Regions from separate parts of the Mus musculus genome. Here regions 1, 2 and 3 are each linked to region 4. The links are chromatin contacts, called in public promoter capture Hi-C maps. All regions are on one chromosome and are shown on one strand. The core of a region is the stretch at or near the end of the contact, and the rest is flanking DNA. Distances in the headings are between cores, read along the strand shown.

Region 1 (5,701 bases), core at 1,943-4,442, 2.6 Mb before region 4:
ATTCATTACTGTATTTATTATATCTGAGTAGTTACCAAAAAAAAAAATGAAAGTAAAACCATCACTTCTAGAATGTACTGATCTAATTTTCTAGCTCGCCTGATTGCACATAAACCTTACAGCAACCAGGTGACAGATTACTAGGCGTGCTATTTTCCTGCTGAGCAACAGTGTCCTGCTAAAAGACTGCACTGACCAGCTTCCTGTGGGGTCAAGCAAGGAAGCCCCAGAGGAAGGGACTATCAGAGGAGTGCAATGTACCTATGGGAGTCACTTCCACTCCTATTAGAAGGGCTGCAGCCATTGCTTTCTGTGGGTGTTCTGCCATCCACACACAAGGGGAACAAAATGCCCTTGTCATGGATACACAGTCTTACCTAGGGTCACACTGGCCACTCTCTCCATTCCCTCCTTTAAGCCCCCACAGAAAGCTAGCACTGTGGACACTGAGTCACCAAGGAGTGAAGAACTGTCCAGTTCCGTGGTTAACCTAAAGCAGAGACGATACTTAATATCTGTTGTGGTTACAGAGCCCAACCTCTTATTTTGCTTTAGAAATCCCCCTTATCGAGGAGTGTCTGCATGACTGAACATTAGTGAAACATGATAGCTGACATTTTTCTATATCGGGTCTTTAAAGGTGTTGTTCTGGTTGGAAATAGGGGATAGAGTTCTCAGTTCCTGTTTGGAGAGATACTCCCTTTCTTTTTCTTTTCTTTCTTTCTTTCTTTCTTTCTTTCTTTCTTTCTTTCTTTCTTTCTTTCTTTCTTTCTTTTAATGGGATCCCCCCGCCCCCTTGATAGCCTTCAGCATGTAGTGTAGCCTAGGATAATCTTGAACTTCTAATCCTCCTGTCTCAGATTATAGGTGTTTGCCATCTCGTCAGTTCGTTTAGTATTGGGGAGTAAACCAGTACGTGGTAGGCAAGCCCTCTGCCAAATGCCCTCCACTTTCAGCCCTGGAGATATAGTTCTATAGCCAGCATATTTTCACTTAGAGCCTGGAGTTATTTGAGGTAGATTATTTGTAAAGTTTGAGAGGACAGGGTTAAAAATCTATCACACCAATATCATGAATCATATTTCTACATACAGTTAGCATCATTTTCTCTTTGGTTCTCTGGAGGAAAGATGTATTCTACCTTACACCTTTCAGGCAATACAACAATTATGAACCAGCATACCTACTTATTATTTTCTTCCTGATTAATAAAAGTTAGCTACAATCCAATTAAAATATATAGGCTACTTTACCTATGCCTAAGTAATTGTTCCATCTGATGTGAAGAAAAAGGTCTCCACTCATTGATCACAAAATATAAGTTGTATCATGGTTTATTTCATTTCCTGTGGTCATACAATATTTTAGATCGTGATGTTTCATTTTTTTCTCCAAAGAGAGAAAAAGAGAGGAATATGGTAGGGACCAAACCCAGGGAGTCACACATGCTAGGCAAGCCCTCTACCCACGAAGCTACATCCCTAGTCCTTTCTTGGTTTGATTATTTTTTTTAAATAAAACATTTATTCTAGGACTGATATTACACAAAATAAGTTATTTGAGGGACACTGTTTTTGTCTCTAGGTAAAATTTTGAAGGAAAAAAAAAACACTAAGAAGGTATATTCCTTCAAAGTTCCAGTCTTATTCTGAAGTGTAATGTTATGTTAGTTTGACTCACAGACAGGTTTTAAAGAAGGGCTTACTTCAAGAGGACACCAAACAAATACCTTCTATTCCTAGTGGGCTCTGGAATCACAGAAAACTGACCCAATCAATTACATTGATAGCTCTGGCTTACTACAGACAAGCAAATTATCTTAAGTGTGCATGCATGCGCGTGTATGTGTGTTAGTACCTAACACCCACCTGGGAACTTTTCAGCTTTTCAGTGTGGGATATAGTATAAACGTCTATTCCTCGTGTTGTGGATTAGCTGACTGGCCTCACTCAGCTGCCTTCCTTACCTGCAAACTCACCCACTTTGACTACAGCATCGCACTCTTAACCCTAGCCTTCCAAACATGGTCCTATGCTATTTCTGTGTGTCTGGATGTATTTTTAACTCTCAGATGTATACTTCATTTATGAGATATACATCTGAAGACCACGGTACAAAACACTGTAAGAACTTGATAGAATGACAACTGCTAGGTAAAAAAAAAAAAAAAAAAAAAAAAAAAAAAAAAAAAAAGCATACAATACCTGGTGAGAGTTCTATTTTTACCGAAGGTGGTATTGATAGGTATTCTGTTATTAATGCCTTTCTTTTCCCTATAAATGATGAAAAGTTGCTGGAAAATAATAAACACTACTCATCTGTAGTGAAAAGCCACAATACAGTTACAAACCAATCAATCAATCAATAAATCAGACGTCATGGTGTTCTTTTCCCAAAGGTTAAAAAACAAAGTGCACTGTGCTATTTGGCAAAAATGACGTTTAGAAGAAAACACGGTGACTACGCACAGAGGGTGGGGGAATCATTGTGCTTGTTGCGGAGTGAACACGTACAGTGTGCACGCAGACTTACGGCATTTAACCGTGTCATAGGGACCAAAGGAAATCCACTCACTCACTAAATATTTGTTGAGCACCCACTACCTGCCAACTCCCAAACAAAACAAAGCAAAACTACTTACAACCACAAACTACGCTTCGTAACCTAGATAGATAACGCAGGTGACACTATCTATCTAGGTTGAGCTCAGCTCTGCCCATGCTTTTCCTGAGCGGCTCTTGGAAGAAAAGCTACAAAGCCCATGACAGCCTCCGCCTGGCCAGCTGCCACTGGCATCTCAAGGCTGGCAAAGCAAAGTGAAAGCGCCAACCCGGAACTTACGGAGTCCCACGAGGGAACCGCGGCGCGTCAAGCAGAGACGAGTTCCGCCCACGTGAAAGATGGCGTTTGTAGTGACAGCCATCCCAATTGCCCTTTCCTTCTAGGTGGAAAGTGGTGTCTAGACAGTCCAGGGAGGGTGTGCGAGGGAGGTGCGTTTTGGTTGCCTCAGCTCGCAACTTAACTCCACAACGGTGACCAAGGACAAAAGAAGGAAACAAGACTGCAGAGATCCGCACCGGGGAGCCCTGCAGATTCTGGGTCTGCTGTGGACTGGGGGCGGGACTGCGACTGGGCGGGCCTGGGGGCGTGTCCGGGGCGGGGCGGTCCCGGGGCGGGGCCCGGAGCGGGCTGCGGTTGCGGTCCCTGCGCCGGCGGTGAAGGCGCAGCAGCGGCGAGTGGGTGAGTGAGACGCGCGGGCGGAGGGGGGCTGCTGCCACGGTCGGCTCGCGGGCCGGCCGGCTCCGGGTACCAGCGGGGTTTTTTTCTCCTTCGAGGTGAACTCCTCCCTGTCCCCCGGGCGAAAGAGCCCTTGGCCTTGCAGGAGTTGCGGGGGCCGCGGCGGTGCGGAGGGGATGGGGATGGGCCTCATCTTTGCTGTCCGCCCGCGCTCCCCGATCCCGACCCGGAGCGTCTCCCGGGCCCTTGAGGGAACCCTCCGGGAGTACGGCGAGCGCGGCCCCCACCGCCACAAGCCTGGGCCCCAGGGGCCTGGCCCGGCGACAGCTGGTGGGTCCTGCGACCCAGTCAGGTCTCCCGAGGGTCCCCGCCCGGGAGGAGAAAGCGCCGGTGGGATGGAGTAAGGACGGACAGAACAACACGCAGGCAGGATTTCGCAGAAGTTTGCAAGGAGTGCGGATGCCCACTTACATGGGCTGCTACTCTTACCAGGTTGTTCCCCAGTTCTGTGGGACGTGACCTGGTTGCCTCACAGCTCCGCGGTTGTACAGACTTATTAAAGGAAGTGACCATTGTGACTTGGGCATCACTTGACTGATGGTAATCAGTTGCAGAGAGAGAAGTGCACTGATTAAGTCTGTCCACACAGGGTCTGTCTGGCCAGGAGTGCATTTGCCTGGGAGGGATTGGTTGCGCTTTCTGGTGTGGGGACTATTAGGCTCTTGTAGAGTTTTGTCCCGGCAGATGGATAAATTTCTTGTTACACTGTTCCCGTTCGTCACCAGTTGAGAAAAACGGGTACACAGTCTGTCTCAGTAGTACTTTTACTTTATATTAAGGGCCCAAAAGGGACTGGAAAATACTTTAAGATAGAATCGTTAGTCCACTTGGAAAACTTAAAATATGAGAGAGAGAGGGGGGGGGGAGAGAGAGAGAGAGAGAGAGAGAGAAAGGAAGGAAGAAGGAGGAAGAGGAGGAGGAAAGAGATTGAGATTATGTTAATAATATGGAATCAGAATATTTGAAATATAGTAAGCGTCCCCTCAGTTAAAGAGGACATTCCAGGAGGCCCCCAGTATAGCCTGAAATCTCAGGAAACGCCTACATACACCCATCGTGTGGATATAGGTGTTTTCCCTTCATTACATTTCATACACAGATGTTAAAGTTTAGAAAGTAGGCACAATAAGAGATTACAAATAACTGATAATAAAGTCGAGCCATTGCAGCTGCTCTGTAAAAGTCCTGTGAATGTGATCGCTTTGTGTTTCAAAGTAACTTACTGTACTTCACCCCTGTTAAGCAAAACAAGATTCACCTGAACGCAGGCACCTTGGTACCTTGGCAGACACCAGATCTGATAACCAAGAGGATGGAGAAGTAGTGGCAGACAGTGTGGAGAGCATGAATATGCTAGACAAAAGGGTGAATCATAACCTAGGAGCAGAAAGCAGGTATTTCATCATCCTCCACAGTAAAAACCTATGTCACGTAAAAAACCTACAAGTAGTTTTTCTTTTACTCTTTTTGAATGAAAGCTTGCTACAGGCACTGAAAGTTAAAATAATCTGTGGATCAGGAGGAACAGGGGTTTTCTGTCTGAGTCACTGCTGACTAGCACCTCAGTGACCATTGGCACTGTGGGAAACCCCAGAGTCAGTTGGAAACTTCGAAACTAAAGGTGACGGTGTTCTTATTTCATAGAACACAAAAAATAAGAGGGGTTACAGCCTGCGCTGCAGACTGGACATTCAACAAGCATTTAAATTTCTGGGAGACAAATGTAAATATAACTTTAAAAGTTGGTAAAATACTCTGTTTGGCTATGTTGGCCATCCAATGTTTGCTTTTAGAAAATGACTGAATGGATAAAACGTCTATCTTTTGAGCCTGCCCTAGACCCCCATGTTGAGTGAATACTGTCCAAGTGTTAGGTTAGCCGGCCTGAGAAACTTGGATCTAGGCAAGATGGCACAGTCCTGGTGTCATGAGTATGCATGTGAGTTTTGGCTGAAATTGAACATTTGTAGAGAATGACAAAGGCTGGTCTGGCAAGTAGTCCACTGTCTTTACAGTGGTCTTGGTTAGTTCCTGTTTGGCTGAGAGGGCTGGTTGATGGCTGTCCTGCCCCTCTTCCCACAAGTGGAAGCCTTATGGTATAATTCTTGATCACAGTAGCAGTAGGCAAATGAACTTCCTCAAAGCAGCCTGGAAAGCTGATTTTTTTTTCTTTCTTTCTCTTTTTTTTTTTTTTTTCACAAGGTTAAAGAAAAAACAAAGGGCTTCAAATGTGCCAGTCTGCTAACAGTGTTAACATGTTTATTAACATAAATAAACTTTATTAGTTTTTGGAAGTATTGGTTAAGCCCTCGTGACCCCTGAACTCGGTTTATAGAGTGATGAGTCGTAGCCTCACTCTGGTTTGGACTCTGGCTTCTCTCAGAAGACTCTGTGGCTAATGTTA
Region 2 (6,063 bases), core at 2,632-5,131, 2.1 Mb before region 4:
TGAACTTAAATTTTATCAAATATTTTTGTGTCCCTTTCATCAAATGTTTGAGTAGTGATAGTAACGTAACTTTTATCTGTGAGTTTATCAATATTCTACTTCCTTCTGGAAGAAACTGTGGAGAATTCAATCTCCATGGATGAGGTACAGAGCGGTCCTTGTTGCTTGAGGGGTAGTGGTAAAAGATTTGTCAGTCTAAAATGAAACCAAACTGAGCCTCTTCCAGAGGGCACAGCTCTCTGGGGTTCTGTTTGATTGTGAGGTATTACCTCTCTCGATTGTAATCTCTTCACTGTGAATTTTTAGCAACTGCTGTTACTAACAAGAAAAGCACATTGCTTATCACCAGGTTATTTTATTTAACTCCGCACTTTCACAGCTTGGCTGTGAGTAAAAACATTTACTCTATAAATAGCCTTGCCTTTAACACTGTCTGTCTTAGTCCAACATCCATGTTACTTAAGGGAAGCGTCCAAGTTTTCAAATGAAAGGAGGAAGAGGAGAAGAGGTGGGGGAGATGGGGTGCAGAAGATCAAGGGCGAAGGTGATGTGTTTGAACTTGAGACTTTCCAGAGGGTTTGTGGCTGGTGGTGGGTGGGTGTTTCTTTTTTAGAGGCATCATTGAACACTTTTCAGAATGCTGTTATACTTCATCAAACATTGTGTGGCTCAGCGGCTCAGTTTCTTGTTTAACGCCCTAAAATGATAGAGTTTAAAGCAAGTAAATGGAGATTCTAATCTTCCCAAAAGCTCCTGTTCTTTTTTCGAGTCTCAGGAAATACCTTCTCAGAACAAATGCCATCGCATTACAATAAAACTGCCCAGTCAACCGTCTTTGCAATGATGTTAGAAGTATGTTTCAGGTTCCAGAAATCACCACTGCAACTGAAGTGCCTGGACCAGGCAAACTTTATTCTTCATTGAGAGGAGAGGTGCACTTGCTTTTTATCAGAACCCAGGTGAGTCTTTCCCCAACTAATGGGGTCCAACCTCATAATCTCTTTCAACTGTGTAGTCTGAAAAGAATTGGCACATGGGAAATAAAGAAGTCTCAAAACATTTGCATAAAAGTCTTAAAAGGTTGGGGGAGATAAAAGATTTTACTTCTTTGTCCTGAGTCCTAAACACAAGTTTTATAGTATTTGATAAAAACAGTTCATATTTTGTATTTCTTTCAATGATCACACATCATAAAGATTTGTGATTAGATCTTTCTTATTTAACCCCAGCCATGAGAAACTGTTGCTTGATCTGTTTTACTGAAAGCTTTTATAGTGTTAAAAGTTGGAATTCTCGGGCTGGTGAGATGGCTCAGTGGGTAAGAGCACCCGACTGCTCTTCCAAAGGTCTGGAGTTCAAATCCCAGCAACCACATGGTGGCTCACAACCATCCGTAACGAGATCTGACGCCCTCTTCTGGTGTGTCTGAAGACAGCTACAGTGTACTTACATATAATAAATAAATAAATCTTTAAAAAAAAAATAAAATAAAAAAAAAAGTTGGAATTCTCAGTTATTTTTAAAAGACTGTAAAACCATTAACCAAAGGTCATATAAAGAGAATTGACAATTTGTTATAAGTGCTAGAACAGAAAATGAAATATTGACTGAGTTTATCTATACAAAGCTTCACTAATAACTTAAGTTATGGTTTTTAACTCTCCATGAACCTGTGTAGCTGTGGCAGGTGACGAATGTTTAGCCAGATAATTACTACTAATGGATATGCATGTAAACATTCTCTGTTGTAAACTTATTCGATTTATGGTTTGAATTTTGTGTAAACTTGTGCTGAACTTTTTACCATGGGATCATGTATTCTGAAAGATGTAAATAAGTGCTGAGGATAAAGAGAAGGGAGCAGTTCTCCTTGTCTCACTTCTCTTAGCAATTCTCTTTGTCCCACTTTTTTACATCCTGCCTTTTTCCTAGATCCCTTACCCACCTACCCCCCTTTTTACAAGCCTGTTTCCCCCTTTTTCTCAGAAAGCTTTCATCGGAAACTTTTTACAACTTAGAAATAAATGCTCAAATCACTTTCCAAAGTGTCCCTTTTTTCTTCCTGTGACTTCAACTAGCAGGATGAAAGTTAAAGCTGTGCAGTTCCTGCTGGAGATAGAACAAAGGCCACTTTACTTAATCTCCTCCTGTTTTAGGATGAGGTGCAAAACAGTTGCTCACCTCAGAAGATCTCAGAAGGCAGGTTAGCTACTGAAGCACAGTGACTTATAATTGAGATAGGAAAACGTATTATTATTATATAGTAACCCTAAGTGCCTTCTAAGACCAAATCTTATCACTGCTAATGCTCAAGGAGAGCCAGAACATGAAAGAAGATCTTCCAGGGCTGGCCCTGGGCAGGTTCACAATTGTCTTTAACTCTAGTTCAGGAATTCCATGCCCTCTTCTGCCTCCAAAGGCATCAGATAGAAAACTCACGCATAGACATATATAAACAACATATATATATATATATATATGATACTACCCGAAATAAATCACAAGGACTGTTAATCCCACAAGGCAAGAATAAGACTACTATCACAATTTTTGAGCTAAGCAGGCTTTATTAAATACTGGCCAGGACAAGGGACACTGCCCAAGGCCATATCCAGGAATCCCAGAGTAACAAATTACATTAGTCAGAAGCGTATACAATCAAAACTGACAAGGCTATATACATCCCACTTTTATGTAATCAGGGGCAAGTATACATCCTGACATATTTCCTGCCTACACCTCCCACCTATGTGTGCACATCCTGTGCAGCTGAGACAACCAGCCTTGTTTACAGAAGTGAAAACAAGTGGCTTGTTGTCTTACAGGAGCAACAGCTCCCAGCATTCCAAGAAGCTATCTGTTCTTGCCAAGAGGGGCTTACAGTTTAGAGACATTTCTGTTTTATGCCTAAAGCACACAATAATTTAAACTTAAAATATACCTTTAGCCTTCACAGGACAACTCAGGAGTCAGGATGGGAGGCCATAGAAAAGAGAGAGTAGGATTGGTTTTGAAAATTACCACAAACAATGTTCACATTTGTCAACTGATAATCCATTAATTATATCATATACTTTGGCTTGATGTCCTCGTAAAATAAGGCTAGGACTTATATTACTTAAAAAAAAAAAACCCGTGTTTGAGAAAATACTGATAATGTATGATTTTTGAAATTAAATATAAGCGAACTATTAATATCTATGTGAAAAACAAAATCGTCAGTGCTATCAGAGATCCCGTGAGAAGTCTCTTTAACCCCTGGAGATCTAATTTGGGAAACTCTGATTAGTAATCTCTGATCAATTTGAATGTGTTTTTTTTTTTTTTTTTTTACACAAGTGATGGTAGATGATCCCTGTCTCAGAACGGCTAGACTGACCACAGTCCCGGTTCTAAAGACTCGAACCCTTCACCACCACATGTAAAACTTCTAATTCCAGTCCCTTTTCTCTTAAAGCTCTTCTGCCACACCACTGCTCAACTAAAAGCACCCTATAAAGCCCCAGACTCCTTTTTGGCGATACTGCACTTCCTTCTCTTGGAGGCAGCTGGATTCTAGCCTGAATCTTTCCATTTCCATTAAGTGCCATTAGGTCCCATTTCCAATTCTGGATATCTCTTTATATAAATATACATGAAACCCACGAAACGAAAGCTTATTTGAATGTGAGAGGCTGAAAGTCAAAGGCCCCAAGAAATCAAACCAGACTGCTCATCTGGGTTCCAAAGCCAAGGGCTCCTGCAGTTCCAATGCCAGGGCTCGGCCCGGACCCCTGCTCTACGGCCTCCGGAGCATAGATGGCGCTGTGGTGCGGCTCTTAGAGCCCCGGCGGGAACGCGCACTGGTTGGGCGCGCACCGGGCGAACCGGAAGGAAAGTCCAGCAGCGGGCGTTCGCACGGGACGCCGGAAGTCTCTGAGCCTGGCGGCGTCCGAGCTGAAGCTTCCCCGGCTTCCCAATTGCCCAAGGTCAGGCTCCGCCAGCCCTCGAAGGGGAGGGTTGTGGTTTGCAGAAGATGCTAGGGTAGGTTGCCGGGAAGCCTGCCCGCCGACCACACAAGTTTTCACACTTGTTTATGAAGATTTATACTGAGCTCCGTAGGAGCCTGGGTATCTGACCGCGGTCTGAAAAGCTTTACAGCCTTCAGGTCCTTGCCACAGTGACACTCTTTCCCCAATCCATGAGTGGGGTAAATTACGAGGTGGAAAGTGGGTTTTGTGTGTGGTGTTTTTCTTTTTTCACTTTAAAGTTATATTTTACAGTAAAAACGATAGAGTTTATTTTTTAAAATCTAAGCGATCTCATTTCCCCACTGTGAGACAGGGGGCTGGCTGTCTTGGAACTCGTTCTGTAGACAAAGCTGGCCTGGAGCTCAGAGAGATCCGCCTGCCTCTGCCTCTCTAGTGCTGGGCTTATCTTAGGGTCCTGCGTCTGGTAGTACTTTATAAATGCAAAACACTTTCCTCAAAAATCAGTTTTGGAAAAAGATGCTGATGGAATAGGAGTCCACTACAATGGGAAGAATTGGATTATCCTACCCTAGTAGTGAAAAGGCATCGAAGGTAGGAAGGTTGCACACTATCTGTAGGATGACCGCTATTTTGTTAACATCTTTCCTTTTAAGAATGTTAACAATGTTAAATACACATCTGTAATATTGCAGTGTATAATATCATTCCTTTTATTAAGGTGGAATCAGAGTTGTCACTTACTCAAAAAAAAAAAAAAAAATTCCTTTAGAAGCACCAGAGTTGAGATTAAGCTTACTTAGTTCCCTCAAGCTATAAAGCCCTGATTCTTTCTCAAAGTTTCTCATATTAATCTAAACTATTGAAGGTGTCCTACTCCGGACTTTTACTTTCTTAAGCACTAAAAGAGTATAGTATGTGAAACATAATAACAAGAGTATCTATACTATCGTTGAATGTTTGGTCCATTTGAGGCAGTTCTCTATATATTTGAAAATAGAGTGCTTTTCCTAAACCAGTTCTCATTGTTTATATCTTCATACTTCCCCATACAATATAATATAGGTAGCTATGCCAATCTTGTTCTAGTGAATTTGGTGTGTACAGACACGGATAGTTCATTCGTTCACATGCACACATGTGCAGTATGTGTGTAGAAGCCAGAGGTCAGCCTGATGATGTTCCTCAAGGGCCACGTACCTTGTTTTCTGAGACAGAGTTTCTCACTGGGACCTGGGACTTACTGATCCCAAAGGGCTGACTGGTCAGAGAGCCCCAGAGATGAGCCTGCCTCCCCCACCCCAGCACTGGGAGTTTTATGGACATACCACAGCCTGGGTTTTATATGATGCTGGGGATTGATGCAGGCCCTCAGCACTGCTAATTAGTAACAATATATCGTCTGACAGTTATCAAGTGTTTATATAATGAGCTTCAGTGTTTTCTCCCTCATTGCCCACGAGTCCACCAGTCCAACCTCTTCTTCCCAACAGGCCCCTCTTTCCTCCCTCCCCCCTAACCTCCCTGTGTGCATAAAGTTATCTACCAGAGCAAGAACAGTTTATCAATGGGTATACCACTGAGGGAGATGGCACGTTCTCACTAGTTAACTGCTAATAGTTCCTCAGGGAGGAGTGGGGTCTGGTGCTTATTTTGTGTGAATAAGTATTTGTCTGTGTGTGTATATATATGCACCATGTGCGTGTCTGGTACCCATGGAGGCCAGGAGAGAGCATTGGACCCCTGGAACTAGAATTGCAGGCAGTTGTAGCCACCATGTGGGCTCTGGGAACTGTCCCTAGTCTTCTACAAGGGAAACAAGTATTTTTAACTGCTAGGCTGTCTCTTTAGCCTAACTAGTAAGTTTTCAAGTGTTGCTTCTCAAATATATTGTGGATCATCCCTCTAAATATTAATTTTGGTACAGTAGAGGAGGAAACACATACACACATTAAAAGATGGCTAGCCCTGACTTTGTTTGGACTTCTATATTGTGTCATGATTTCATAGACCTGCTCTTTTGTCTTGAGGTATACCCTTTCCCCGCACAAGGAAGAAAGGCAGAGCAAAATAAAAAACATCCTATTATAGAGCA
Region 3 (6,197 bases), core at 1,024-3,523, 2.0 Mb before region 4:
ATCTCCTCTGCTTTCTTTGTGGGGCTGAGGATGAATTTAGGGCTTTCCACGAGGTAGTCGCCTTGAGACCACGGAGTTATGGCATCTAGTCCCCATCCTCCATGGTTACTAGCCTGTGCAATCTGTCTAGTCTCATGTTTTCCAGTTATCCATGAACAGAAGTAAGCAAGATGAAAAACGAGTAAGCTGGAAACAGATTTTCATATTGTCAGCATAGTGTGACGCTCATTCTAAAAACCCACTATAAATCGTCACTTTCTCATATTGGACCGTCGCAACCCAGTCGTGTGCATTTCTCTTCAGCTCAGTCTCAGCATGTCACAGGTTTTCCCACTTTGTAAAGGATTCTTAAGTTTATTCTGTTCTTGATTAATTTTTGCCATGCAAGCTGATAAGTTCACTCCCCAGAACCTGCCATAAAAGGAGAGAATTAATACCAGGGGTTTTCCTCTCTCTTCCACATTCACACCACGGCATGCACATGCCTGCAATCATACCATACACATCCTCCTCCTCCCCCTCCTCCCCACCCTCCTCCCCACCCTCAGCCTCCCTGTCATCATCCATCCTCACCATCATAGAAAAATGCATTATTTATTTGTGAAATGGAAAGTTAATAGGCAAACATTAACTAAATGCCTGATTTTTTACATTTTTTTAGAGAAACATTATTCCCTATGTTCTCTTTCTACCTAGGCTAATTTGCGCCAGAAAATTACTCACTCCGTCCAGACTGACCTTAGCCACATGAGAAGAGATAACACCTCACAGGTGTACCCTTTGAAAGAGGCTAGCACCCAGTCCAAGAGAGAAGGCAGCAGCCGAGTGCCCAGGCCCCAGATTTTCATAGCTGGCCTTCGTGGGGGACAAAGCAAAACAACCTATGGGGTGAAGGTGAACTTAACCAGAGCGGTGGACGAAACCTAGAGATGGACGTTTACAGGAAGCTGCTCCTTAGTGGCACGGATGGAGGGTTTAAAGTGCTGTGCGTGTATAAAGCTCATTTGCGGGGCTGGCACAGTCACTGGTTGTGTGACTGTGCACTAGGGCACCGTATCCTGCCTGACTGTTATGCAAATCTAAAAGCAGTTTCTGTAGTACATTTTTCGTTTTATTAAAATTGACAAGTAAAACTCTGTCCGCGTATTTGTTTTATATTTTAGACAAAGTTTACAGCATTAAGATTGACATTGCAATGCCAGCTAGATAGTAGTATGCTTATCACTGGAATAGAGGCTGCTTCTAAAACCCTACAAAATGTTAAGCCCTGACACTCTGAAACACAACGCTCTGCTTCATTGCTATTTAGTGATAACAGATTTCTATATCATGAGCCTTGCTATCTGGAACAAGTGAAGCCTACATTCATATGCTGCCTTTTAAAAGCCAGAGAATTGATATTTATATTTGAATTTTGGGCTCATTGAAAAAAATCAGAATGTCTGATAAGACTGGCTGGCATTCCAGCTTGATCCTTTTATGCTCTGTTGTCTGCCTCAGAGCCCGCTGTGGCTTAAGCGCTTCCCACTTCCCACTCTGCGGCCTTATTTGGCTCATAAGCAGTTGGGTTTTCAGGTCCTGAGAATTCCAACTTTTTAGAGGTATAGTTTTTTTTTTTTCCTTTTCCATTTTTTATTAGGTATTTAGCTCATTTACATTTCCAATGCTATACCAAAAGTCCCCCATACCCACCCACCCCCACTCCCCTACCCACCCACTCCCCCTTTTTGGCCCTGGCGTTCCCCTGTACTGGGGCATATAAAGTTTACGTGTCCAATGGGCCTCTCTTTCCAGTGATGGCCGATTAGGCCATCTTTTGATACATATGCAGCTAGAGTCAAGAGCTCCGGGGTACTGGTTAGTTCATAATGTTGTTCCACCCGGGGTTATTTTCTAATAACATCCTCTAGTCACAGTAACCATTAGAGCGGTTGAAGTGCCTGTTAATACAATCTAATTTTTCTGAGGTCTTTTTGCTGCCTGAAGTTACCAAGTTAAGCTAGACAGTGACAGTAAGGATGATGAAGACAGACACAGTACTTCCGAGCAGTATGTAATATATACTAAATTTATCCAAGAGGTAACCATGGAAGGCCGTGATGGAGTTGAAAGTTATAAAAGTCCGAGTTCTCGGAGCCTCTCTAACGGTCTTCACACAAAGGAATAATCGAGAGCATTTCAGAATCCTTCTTGCGGGGCCCATCCTCTCGGAGGGGCTGGTCTCTAGAAGGAAACGCTCGGCCACCTTGACTCCGCCCCCCCTCGGTCGACCGGAAGCTGCGGTTTTCCGAGCCCCCGCAGGACCGAGTCTCCCAGACTTGTCGCTCCGCACGCCGCGCGGCTTCCGCCGTAGCCCCCGCTTCCTCCTCGCGCGTGTGGTGCGGCGGGCTCTCTAGGCCGGTGCGTCTCTATGGCCGCAGGGGCGTCAGTTCCGCAGACTCTCTCGGCACCATGGCTCCGGCGAGAGGTGAGGCCGGGCTGCGGGCGGTCGCTAGGGAACGGCGGCCCGGGGTGTGCTGGCCGGGCCGGCTCTGGGGGCCGAGCCCTCCCTGCAGGGAGCGGCAGCGGGCTGCACCCGCACACCGGTGCAGTGAGCCGCCCGGGCGCCGGCCAGGTCCCTGCCTGGAGCGAGGCTGTGGTTCGGAGCCCTGGGCTTGAGGGCGCGCGCTGCTCCTCCCGATGGCGAGCCGTCTGGCCAGGGCTGTGGTGGCTGTCCTTTCAGGTTTTACGTAAGCTGGCCCCAAGGCTGAGGTTTTATTCTATAGCACTGTGGCTAGGACAGGCCAAAAGGCGGTGACGATTTTGTATTTATTTATTTTTAAAGCAGGAACCAACACTACATGGTCTCATTCTATAGCCCACGTTGGCTTCAAACTCGGGGAGATTTTCCTGCCTCAGTTTTACAAGCGCTGGGATTAGTGGTCTGTGCCCTCATGCCTGGCGACAACGTCGCTTTTTTTTTTTTTTTTAATTTTGTTTGTTTGTTTTTGTTTTTTCACCATTTCCCCAATGAGCACTGGCTTTAAGTCTAAATAAATGTTGGACAAGCATTTAAAGAATATCCTTTTGCGTGGATGTGAAATTATTTATCTTTGGGGGAGGGGATTTGACATTTAACATCAGGCGCCATGTAAGTTTTCTGTGGTGGTGGATTGTCCCATATCAGATAAGTCCTGTAGCATCCGGGAAGAGGGTAATAGGAAAAGTAGGGCGATTGACAAATGAACACTTAAAAGATGCAGCAGGCAGATCGGTACCCGCAAGGGTTGTTTACAGATTTAGACTTCTTGCCAGCACATACGTTGTTACATTTGGGTGTGTTGCACTTTTTTATCCTAATGAAATACAGTTTCTATACCTCCTTACATAGAGTCATCTTAACGATTACTCACCTGCTACTTCCTGCTATGTCCAAGCTTTCAGGTATGACAGTAATAGTCCCCCTAAAATGTAACTGGAAAACAAAAGGATAACTCCAGACTGACTCTTCTGGGGGATATTCTCCACCCAGAAACAAATGCCGTGGAAGGTAACAGATTCTCCACAAAGGGGGTGCTGGATGATCAGTGGGCCAGGTTTCTAGTTAATGGCGTGATATGATTTGAATTCTTAGGATAGTTTAAAGTAGCTGCGTACCATGAATATTTATATTACCTGGGAACGTTGACATTCCTAATCAATGAAGTTTCATCCTGGAAAATGAAGAATTGTAGAAGAAATGTTTTGATCTTATGGTAAACTGAAATGTAAGTGGAAATCATGGTTACAAGGATTGGTTTTAAAAGTTGAAATGTGCTTCTAAAGTGGTATTACAGACCAAAGTCATCTATGTTTTATAGTATCCAAACTTAGACTTTTCTACTTTGATTAGTAATTATTTTCAAGAATTACATTTGCAGACCTTTTCATTATGGGTGTCTTAAACAAAACAAAACAAAACACCATGATATGGCTTATGCCTATTAATCCCAGCACTTAGGAGGCAGAGGCATGCAGAACTGTATCAAGGTCAGCTTGCTCTACATAGCAAGTACCAGGCCAGCCAGAGCTACATAGAGAGACCCTGTCTCAAGGAAAGGAAAAAAAAAAAAGTATGTTTTCTGGAGTTAAACATCTTTAGTATTTAAATTATCTTGCTTTTTTTGAACCAGGGACCTTTAACACAGCCCCCCCCCCCAAAAAAAAAGTGATTTGAGTTTTCACTTCTTAGTTATGAGAATATTGATAATTTCAGGTCATGGATGGCAGGCAGTCTTTCTGTAGAGAGCTGTTAGTCTCCGCCATAGCTGCTGAACCCTACAACTATAGGCAAGATAATTAAGGCAGATGAGCATAGCTGTCTCCTAATTACACTTTATGGACGCCAAAATTTTAACTTACTATTATTTCCATGTGTCTTGAGATAGGACTTACACATTTTTCCATTATTCTGAACCATCATATAAAACTATGGATGGTGTAGTTCTTGTACTGACGGATTAAATGTTACTGCTCCATATTTCTGGAGTCATAAACTCTTTCATAAGAAAGTTTTAGAACAATGGAAGTATTATAGTACTTCCCTCAGTGCCCTTTACATAAGCATTGCTGGTCTGGCAGATTGGACCATTTAGGAAGGAAAGATAAATAGTTATATGGCGTATTTCTTCTTCTCTGTTGTACTACTTCTTTGGTTTAAGAACTTGCTTACAACTTACAAATCCTGCTTTAATTCACCAAGGAGGAAACACTTATATGGAGACACTGCTTCCCTAGCTTCTTGTGTAATCATATTTTAAAGTATCTGTTTGAAACACCTATTTTATTTACCTATGATTAGGTATAATTACCTATGATTAGGCTTCCAAAGGAGTGAACAAAAGCACGTTTAGCACATAAGACGTCAGTTAATAACTAGCATCCCGGAGGAGTCTCTTGGCATCCTTAGGATTATGTGTAACCCGTGAACTAAGACCAGTGTTCCCAGGGGACACTTGTTACTAATCTGATGACAAAACACTAACTGTGAACACCTAGCAGATCCAATGTAAATCCATTCTCAGTAGATCTCAATGACAAGGATTAGATTCAATTATAATTAATAAAAAAGAAATTGTGGGAATTGGTTTTCTCATATAAGTCTAACACAATACTCTAAATTTTGTCATGGAAAGAAAAGAGAAAAAGTTCGAGCCTTGGGTGTTGGCAGTTTCAGAGCAGGAAGCAAGAAAGGGGAAACCGGACTCCCCAGTGCTTGTAAATTTACCAAAGGTGTTGGACTGACTGTCTTTGGCCCCTGAGTGATGACTGCTATATCCTGCATTTCAAGTTTTATAGAGGAGTTTCTAAGTACTCTGTGTTAACCAATTCACTTTGTTCTTTATTTTAATTTAATTCTATGTTAATGTCGTGCATGTGTGCGTGTGTGTTTGTGTGTGTGTGAGACGGGGTCTTAGGATCTGACCCACGCCTGTTTATAAAGTCGCATCGTCATGGATTAGATTGTTGCAGAGCAGTACTTTGCTAGGGACATTGGTTACTGTCCGAGATGGCATTGGCCTGCCTCTGCAGTTATCTTCAGTTGCTTTTTTGTCACTCAGGTATCCTTTTGTTTACGTTCTGTTGTCTTCAAGAGCATATTTAGAGGCTAGCGGAGGAGCACAGCTATCTGCCTTATACCCAGGTAATGAGGAAAGGGTGTATACCCTTTCTGACTGAGGGTAGAGCTAGCGTGTAGGAGCAGTGTAGGGGAGGTGGTGAGGAAGGGAGGCAGGAACAGCCTAGCCAGACAGATAACAAATCAACCTAGTCAGTCATTGGGATGACAGATGTAGCCAGACAGGCCTCACGTCCCTTTTCTAATGTCTTGAGGTTTAGACTGTATTACAGTTGCTTTGATACTTTATTTTCACAGGTTTGTAATCATAGTTATGCATGCATATATATTCATTATATATGTTCATATATATTTAAAATAAACTAAGATTTGTATGCCATGTAATTGTATAGTTAGTTGGGAGCACTAAACAGTATCTTTGCCTAGTTTGTATGGAGTTTTAAAGTCAGCAGTATTTTATGTTCATGTTGGAAAGTATTACTTGGAAATTGAGTTTTATATGTCATATTTAAAAAAAAAATGGTGCTAGAAGTTGAAAAGCCTTAAGGACTAACTGGTTGATTAGCATTACACACATACATACATATGTATATATGATATA
Region 4 (6,207 bases), core at 2,068-4,567:
TCTGCCTCTTTGCAAAATGAGAGCTGCTGGAGAAGCCTCACAGGTATCTACGTTCACAAAGCTTGAGTGGGTTTTATTTAGGTGGTTAACATGCATACTAGTCTGAGGGAAGCTCAAGACACTGATGAAACTACCAAATACTGGGCCAGTGAGATGGCTCAGCAGGTGAAGGCGACTGCCAGTATCCATGTGGTAAACGGAGAGGACATCCTACGAGCTGTCTGCACACGTTAAATGTAAAAGTAAATAATCAACCAGAAAAGACATTTTTAGGGTGGTTCAGGCACTCCTTTTATCAAGCTTAGCAACCAGTTGAATGTAGTGGCTCTGTAATCCCAGCACTGGAGGCAGAGGCAGGTGAATCTCTGAGTTTAAGGAGAGCCTGGACTACACAAACTCGTGTCTTGAAAAAGAGAAAAGCACACTAAAACACAAAGCAACCAATTCAGTTCCTTTGCTATAATGACTAGTAGGTCTCAAAGCTAAGACATGTCTCATTCAGTACACAAGTGAGCAAGCTGTGGCTCCCCCCCACACACCTCCAGCAGCCCTCACCCCATCCCTACCCTAAAAACCCCTCCCTCCTATTAAGCTGGGCTTCTCTTCCCCCAGCCTGGTTCCCAGTCTCTGGCCACCTAACTCAGGGTGCCTCTCTTAATCAGCATCTCCTCTGTTGCTCTCCGCCACCCTCCCCTTTCCAGCCATGTTCAGCCTGGACTCTTCCCCTACTTTCCCCTTATAGCTGTGTAATAAAAATCTTCTCCATACTTTAGGAGTCATCTCCTTTTATTTGTTTTTTTTTTTTTTTTCAACTAGCAGAATTACTAAGATTTATCAAAGCTGCGGCTGACAAGTTAGTAGAAGAGCCTAAACCTCCCACTGCAGAGCACAGGCCCGAGGTGATACTGCTGGAAGTTGTACTGTTTTGCTGTGACAGCACCAGGGGGTCAACCCTAAAGCATGCTAGGCAGAGACTCCCTCACTGACCCACATCATCAGCCTAGAAACCCCGCTATCCACAACAATTCTATTTTAAAGCCATTATATGTATTTAATCAAGAAACAGCCAGGCGTGGTGGCGTACACCTTTAATCCCAGCACTTGGGAGGCAGAGGCAGGTGGATTTCTGAGTTCGGGGCCAGCCTGGTCTACAGAGTGAGTTCCAGGATAGCCAGAGCTACACAGAGAAACCGTCTCTAAAAAAAAAAAAAAAGGAAAGAAACAGAGATAAAGTTAGGTAACTGGCTGGGAGTTGGTCCTGCTGCAAGGAGGAAGAGGCGGCAGAGCTCCGAGACCTGTACTAGGGCTCTAGAGAATCAGACGCCCTCTTCTGTCCTCTATGTACACAAATCTCCAGTTATGTTATGTCCCTGTAGCTATCTATGCTTGGTATTATTGTAAACACCCTCCTCTCTATGAATGTAAATGTAGACAATAGTCAAAGTAGAGGAGGCATCACAGTTGCAGTGACAACGCATATAGATTTTGAAACTAAGCCCATGGTAACAGCCCGAAATCAGTGCTTGGAAAACAGATGCAGAATAATGAGGAACTCAAGGTCATCCTTAGATATACAGCAAATTGGAGGCCAGGTTGGACTACGGGTAATCTTGTCTCAAAAAGTAAAGTTTTGCTGGGCGGTGGTGGTGCACACCTTTAATCCCAGCACTTAGGAGGCAGAGGCAGGCAGATTTCTGAGTTCGAGGCCAGCCTGGTCTACAGAGTGAGTTCCAGGGCAGCCAGGGCTACACAGAGAAACCCTGTCTCTTAAAACCAAAACCAAAACAAACAAAAAAACCATTTTCTCTCTAGAGTGCCTATTCATGCTGAGTCCACCTACAGCAATTTTGATAAGGGAGCCACACAGGACAGACATCCAGGAGATGTATCCCACTAGGTTTGGTTTTTCACATTCAATTTAGTATCAGAAAAGCCTTTTGAGCCAAGCTGGTCTTGACACCTGCCTTGAATCCTAGCAGTCTATGTAGAGGCCAACCTGGTCTACACAGTGAACTCGGAGACATACAGAGCTACATAATAGAGATGTTATCTCAAAAGGAAAAAACAAACAAGATGCCTTTTGGCTAAGGGTGTAATTCAGTGACAGAAAGTAGGTTCAACACCTCGGGAAAAACTCTCAGAATTTTCTCTGGCGAATTCTACAATGCTGCAAATGGCTCAGGTTCATTCATCTACAACAGTGACTTTCAACCTTCCTAATGCTACAATCCTTCAATACAGTTCCTCATTTTGTGGTAACCCCAAATCATAAAATTATTTTCGTTGCTAACTCATAACTGTAATTTTGCTACTGTTATGAATCGTAATGTAAATATGCTGGTCTTAGGCGACCCACAGGTTGCGAACCACTGGATGGGCTACACTGCTGTTGACTGCTAAAACAATGGAGTGTGTATGTACTTTATGCACTCTTGGCTGAGAGTTTTACAAAATTAAAATCACGTCTCTCTTGACTCAAGCTTACAGACAGAGCAGGTAAGGAAACTTAGAAAGAAATTAAAACGCAAAGTGAAAACTTGTCTAGTAAGGATGCTCAACTCAGGCAAAAGCCAATACGGCAAAGCTCTTGAAAACACATGACTCATTTGGTAAAAAAAATAAAAATAAAAAAAATAAAATTTAAAAAGTCTTTCATCTCCCAATTTAACTGTCTTGTTAAAACCTTCAGCTGTTTGTTATGAACGGTCACCGAAGAAGACGCGAACTCCCCGGGTGTAGAGACAAGATTTTTGCGTCTCCTCAGTGGTGTATTGAGACGCCCAGAAAAAATACTATGGATGTTCGTCAGTGGGCCAAAGGGTCAAAGTAAAGAAAAGCATCCTTAAAAGCATCCGAGGGGTGGGGAAAGGGAAGGAAAAGCACGTGTCTGGGGGGTGGGGAGGCGGACAGAAGCAGCCTCGCAGAAAAACCAACCGCGCCGATTCCTGAAGGGCATGAACTCCACCAGGGCCTGAGCGCCGGGCAGGGGGCGAGGAAATGGAAGCTGACCCCGAAAAACAAAGGCCCTTTCCCGGGACTCGGCGCTCCGCGACCCGGGCCCGCCTCCCTTCGCCCACGCTCACCGACTTGGCCAGGAACCTGTTCAGCTCGCCGCTGCTCTTCTCGTTCTTGGCGGCGATTAGCCGCAGCGGCCCGGATACCAGCTCCACAGAGAGGTGCTCCATAGTCTCCGGCCGCGGCCACGGGGCCGCGGGGTGACGGCCGAAAACCCACGACGGCAAGAAGACCCCCGAAAGCCGGCAAGCAGACACACACGTGGTGAAGGAATTCACGTTGCGTCATCAACCCGCGGCGGCGCGACTACTGCCACGCCCCCGTGGGCGGAAATGCGTCACTGCCGCGCCACTGCTAGTAGGAAGGGAAGCGGAAGTAGCTTTTGAGGTTAGCCGGTTGACTGATCCTTCTGAGAGTGAAATTCGCGTCGCCAAACGAGGAGCTGCCGGCGCGTGCGACCTAAGCGCACAGTGACTTACTCTGTATCAACACAGGTCCTGTGTGAAAGATAAGCGGATTCGCTGTCCAAGATTGTTGCCCATAAAAAGAGTGACCTTTTGAGAAAAATGGCCCTGAAGTATTCTTACAAATCCTGGAAATAATTGCTTAATTAAAAAAAGAGTAGGAGTTAGTGAGATGCCTTAGTCGGCTAAAAGCTCTTGTAATGCAAGCCTGATGCCCAGAGTTTGATTTGTGACCTCTATTTTACACCATGGCACGTGTGGGCCTTCACACACTTCGCGCATACTCCCCGTAGTAATAATGATTCCAGAAAGGCTGCGGAGTGCACAAAGTTAGAATTGTTAAGATGAAGGTCACGAACAAGTTAAACCTATAATGATGTCAAACAAAATATATTGAGAGGGATTGACAATAAAGAAGCCCATTACCAGCATAGTGCAGCTTACAACCATTTGTAACTCCATCTCTATGAGATAAAACGCCCTCTTCTGGCCTCTGTGGCATACATACATACATACATGTGGCACACAACACACACACCAGTTTTTGTTTTGTTTTGTTTTTTTGAGATAGGATTTCTTTGTAACCCTGGCTGTCCTGGAACTTGCTCTGTAGACAGGGCAGGCCTCTGACCTCAGAGATCCGCCTGCCTCTGCCTCCCCAGGGCTGGGATTGAAGGCGTGACTTTAACACCTGGCTGCTTTGCTTTTTGGTGGTGAGAACTGACTAGATGACTCAGCAGTTAAAAGATGCTTTCCCCTAAGTCTGGCAAACTGATTTCAATCTCTGAAACCCACCCAAAGAACTTGGATAAAAGTTTACTCTAAGTGCAGAGAAAGGAAGCTTCTTCCAGCTGTGGAGGCACTAACAATGAACACCCAGAAAGGCATTCAACCCCCAGAGCAGCAGCAGATTGGTATATTGTGGAAAGTGTCACACCAAAAATGAAATAAAATCCAGGGATCCAATCAGATGCAGAGGATATGGATACAGAATAAAGTACAAGAAAAGGACTAGCCGGCCAGTGGTGTATGCCTTTAATCCCAGCACTTGGAAGGCAGAGGCAGGCAGATTTCTGAGTTCAAGACCAGTCTGGTCTACAGAGTGAGTTCCAGGACAGCCGGGGTTACACAGAGAAACCCTATCTCAAAAAAACAGAAAAGAAGAGAAAAGAACTAAGATTGATGGTTTTTGATGCTCGATGAAACAGGGGATTCAGGAGTGTACACTCGTACACTTGCACCATTGACGTTTCTCTTTATTGTATAGCGTTTATCTTAGTTTACTTAATGACTACAGCTGCATACCTATGATTTCACTTTAGAAAGGCAATTGTATTTTAATACTTTGTATCAAGGAAAATTTGGTTCAAAAAGTTATTCTAGTACTTTACAAACTTTTAAGATGTTTTCTTACTGTCTTTAGATATCAGCACATATCTAGATGTAGTCTCTCATTTGGTACCATGTGGGTTTATTTCTATTTAAACTTTTTTGTCTATTATTTCAGTATCAGCACATTTCTTTCCTTTACTTTCTTTCTTTCTTTTCTTTTCTTTTCTTTTTTTTTTTTTTTTTTTTTTTTTTTTTTGTGGGAGGGAGACAGGGTTTCTCTACGTAGCCCTAACTGTCCTGGAACTCACTCTGTAGACCAGGCTGGCCTTGAACCCAGAAATCCACCTGCCTCTGCCTCCCAAGTGCTGAGATTAAAGGCATGTGCCACCACTGCCCGACATCTATTTCTGTCCTCTATATTTCTTAAATATGCTTTCCTTTTGGGTTCCTTTTGGGAGTTTCTTGACCTGATTTTTCAGCTTACTCATTCTTTAATTTTACTTTCTTTTTAAAAAGATTCATTGGGGGGAGGGTGGGAAATGCATTAGTTGTTAAGAGCATTTAACAATCAGAGGATCCAAGTTCTTAACTACTGAGTCATGTCTGGAGTCCCTCTATTCTTTCTCTGTCTCTCTTTTTCTTTTGAGACAGGATCTCACTATATATCCATGGTTGTCCTGGAACCTGATATATACAAGAGACTAGGCCCACATTTAGATTGCCTCTGCCTCTCAAATGTTAGGATTGAAAGTGTCCATCACAAGGTGTATGTGTGGACCTGCATTTTTTAGGTGCACAACCATGCAGAAGCCCATAGATGCCAGGAAGGGGCCTGGATCCCCTGGAACTGCAATTATAGGCAGTCACAAGTAGCCATGCTTTTGCTCTTTTGGTTTCTTGAGATAGGGTTTCTTTGTGTAGCCTTGCTGTCCTGGAACTAATTCTGTAGACCAGACTGGCTTTCAAATCAGAGATCTGCCTGGCTTTGCCTCCCAAGAACTGGGATTAAAAGCATGCAACACCACTGCTTGGTTCCTAAGCAGCCATCTACCTGCTGGGACCCATACCTGGGTCCTCTTCAAGAGTAAGTGTCCTGTCTAGTTTTATGTCAACTTGAAACATGCTAAAATATCTGAGAAACGAATCTCAACTGAGAGTTGCCTGTTGTAACTGGGCTATTAATAACCCTGTACAGCAGTTTTAATTAGTGATTGATATTGGTGGGCCCAGCCAAATATGATTCCAGCCCAAACCAGGCTGAAGAAGACATGAGGAGCCATTAGTAGTCTTCATGACTTCTGCATTAGCTCCTGCCCTGCTTTTGATGATGAACTGTTAAATGGCAGTGAGAGAACTAACCCTTTCCTCTCCAGTTTGCTCTGGCCATGGTGTTTAA

The links. Promoter capture Hi-C pulls out the DNA fragments that hold promoters and counts their contacts.
Region 1: a contact with region 4 is called in a promoter capture Hi-C map of liver, with 5 times the contacts expected there. The contact joins the promoter of C9orf72 here to the promoter of Mdn1 in region 4. A contact is called at or near these places in 1 of 39 promoter capture datasets (liver) and 1 of 9 other capture datasets (adipose tissue).
Region 2: a contact with region 4 is called in a promoter capture Hi-C map of liver, with 3 times the contacts expected there. The contact joins the promoter of Smim8 here to the promoter of Mdn1 in region 4. A contact is called at or near these places in 2 of 39 promoter capture datasets (both in liver) and 1 of 484 Hi-C or Micro-C datasets (CD4 T cells).
Region 3: a contact with region 4 is called in a promoter capture Hi-C map of liver, with 6 times the contacts expected there. The contact joins the promoter of Slc35a1 here to the promoter of Mdn1 in region 4. A contact is called at or near these places in 4 of 39 promoter capture datasets (the HPC-7 cell line, hippocampal neurons and liver).

What each region holds. Positions count from the first base shown.
Region 1 is chr4:35,223,327-35,229,027 of GRCm38.p6, reverse strand. C9orf72 (C9orf72, member of C9orf72-SMCR8 complex) reads left to right here and starts at 3,192. Exons shown (of 11, transcript NM_001081343.2): 1 at 3,192-3,240.
Region 2 is chr4:34,776,184-34,782,246 of GRCm38.p6, reverse strand. Smim8 (small integral membrane protein 8) reads left to right here and starts at 3,881. Exons shown (of 3, transcript NM_001330757.1): 1 at 3,881-3,968.
Region 3 is chr4:34,683,514-34,689,710 of GRCm38.p6, reverse strand. Slc35a1 (solute carrier family 35 (CMP-sialic acid transporter), member 1) reads left to right here and starts at 2,273. Exons shown (of 8, transcript NM_011895.3): 1 at 2,273-2,467. The coding sequence starts at 2,452. Cfap206 (cilia and flagella associated protein 206) reads left to right here. Exons shown (of 13, transcript NM_001347062.1): 13 at 697-1,137. The coding sequence ends at 927.
Region 4 is chr4:32,654,229-32,660,435 of GRCm38.p6, reverse strand. Mdn1 (midasin AAA ATPase 1) reads right to left here and starts at 3,317. Exons shown (of 102, transcript NM_001081392.1): 1 at 3,084-3,317. The coding sequence starts at 3,185.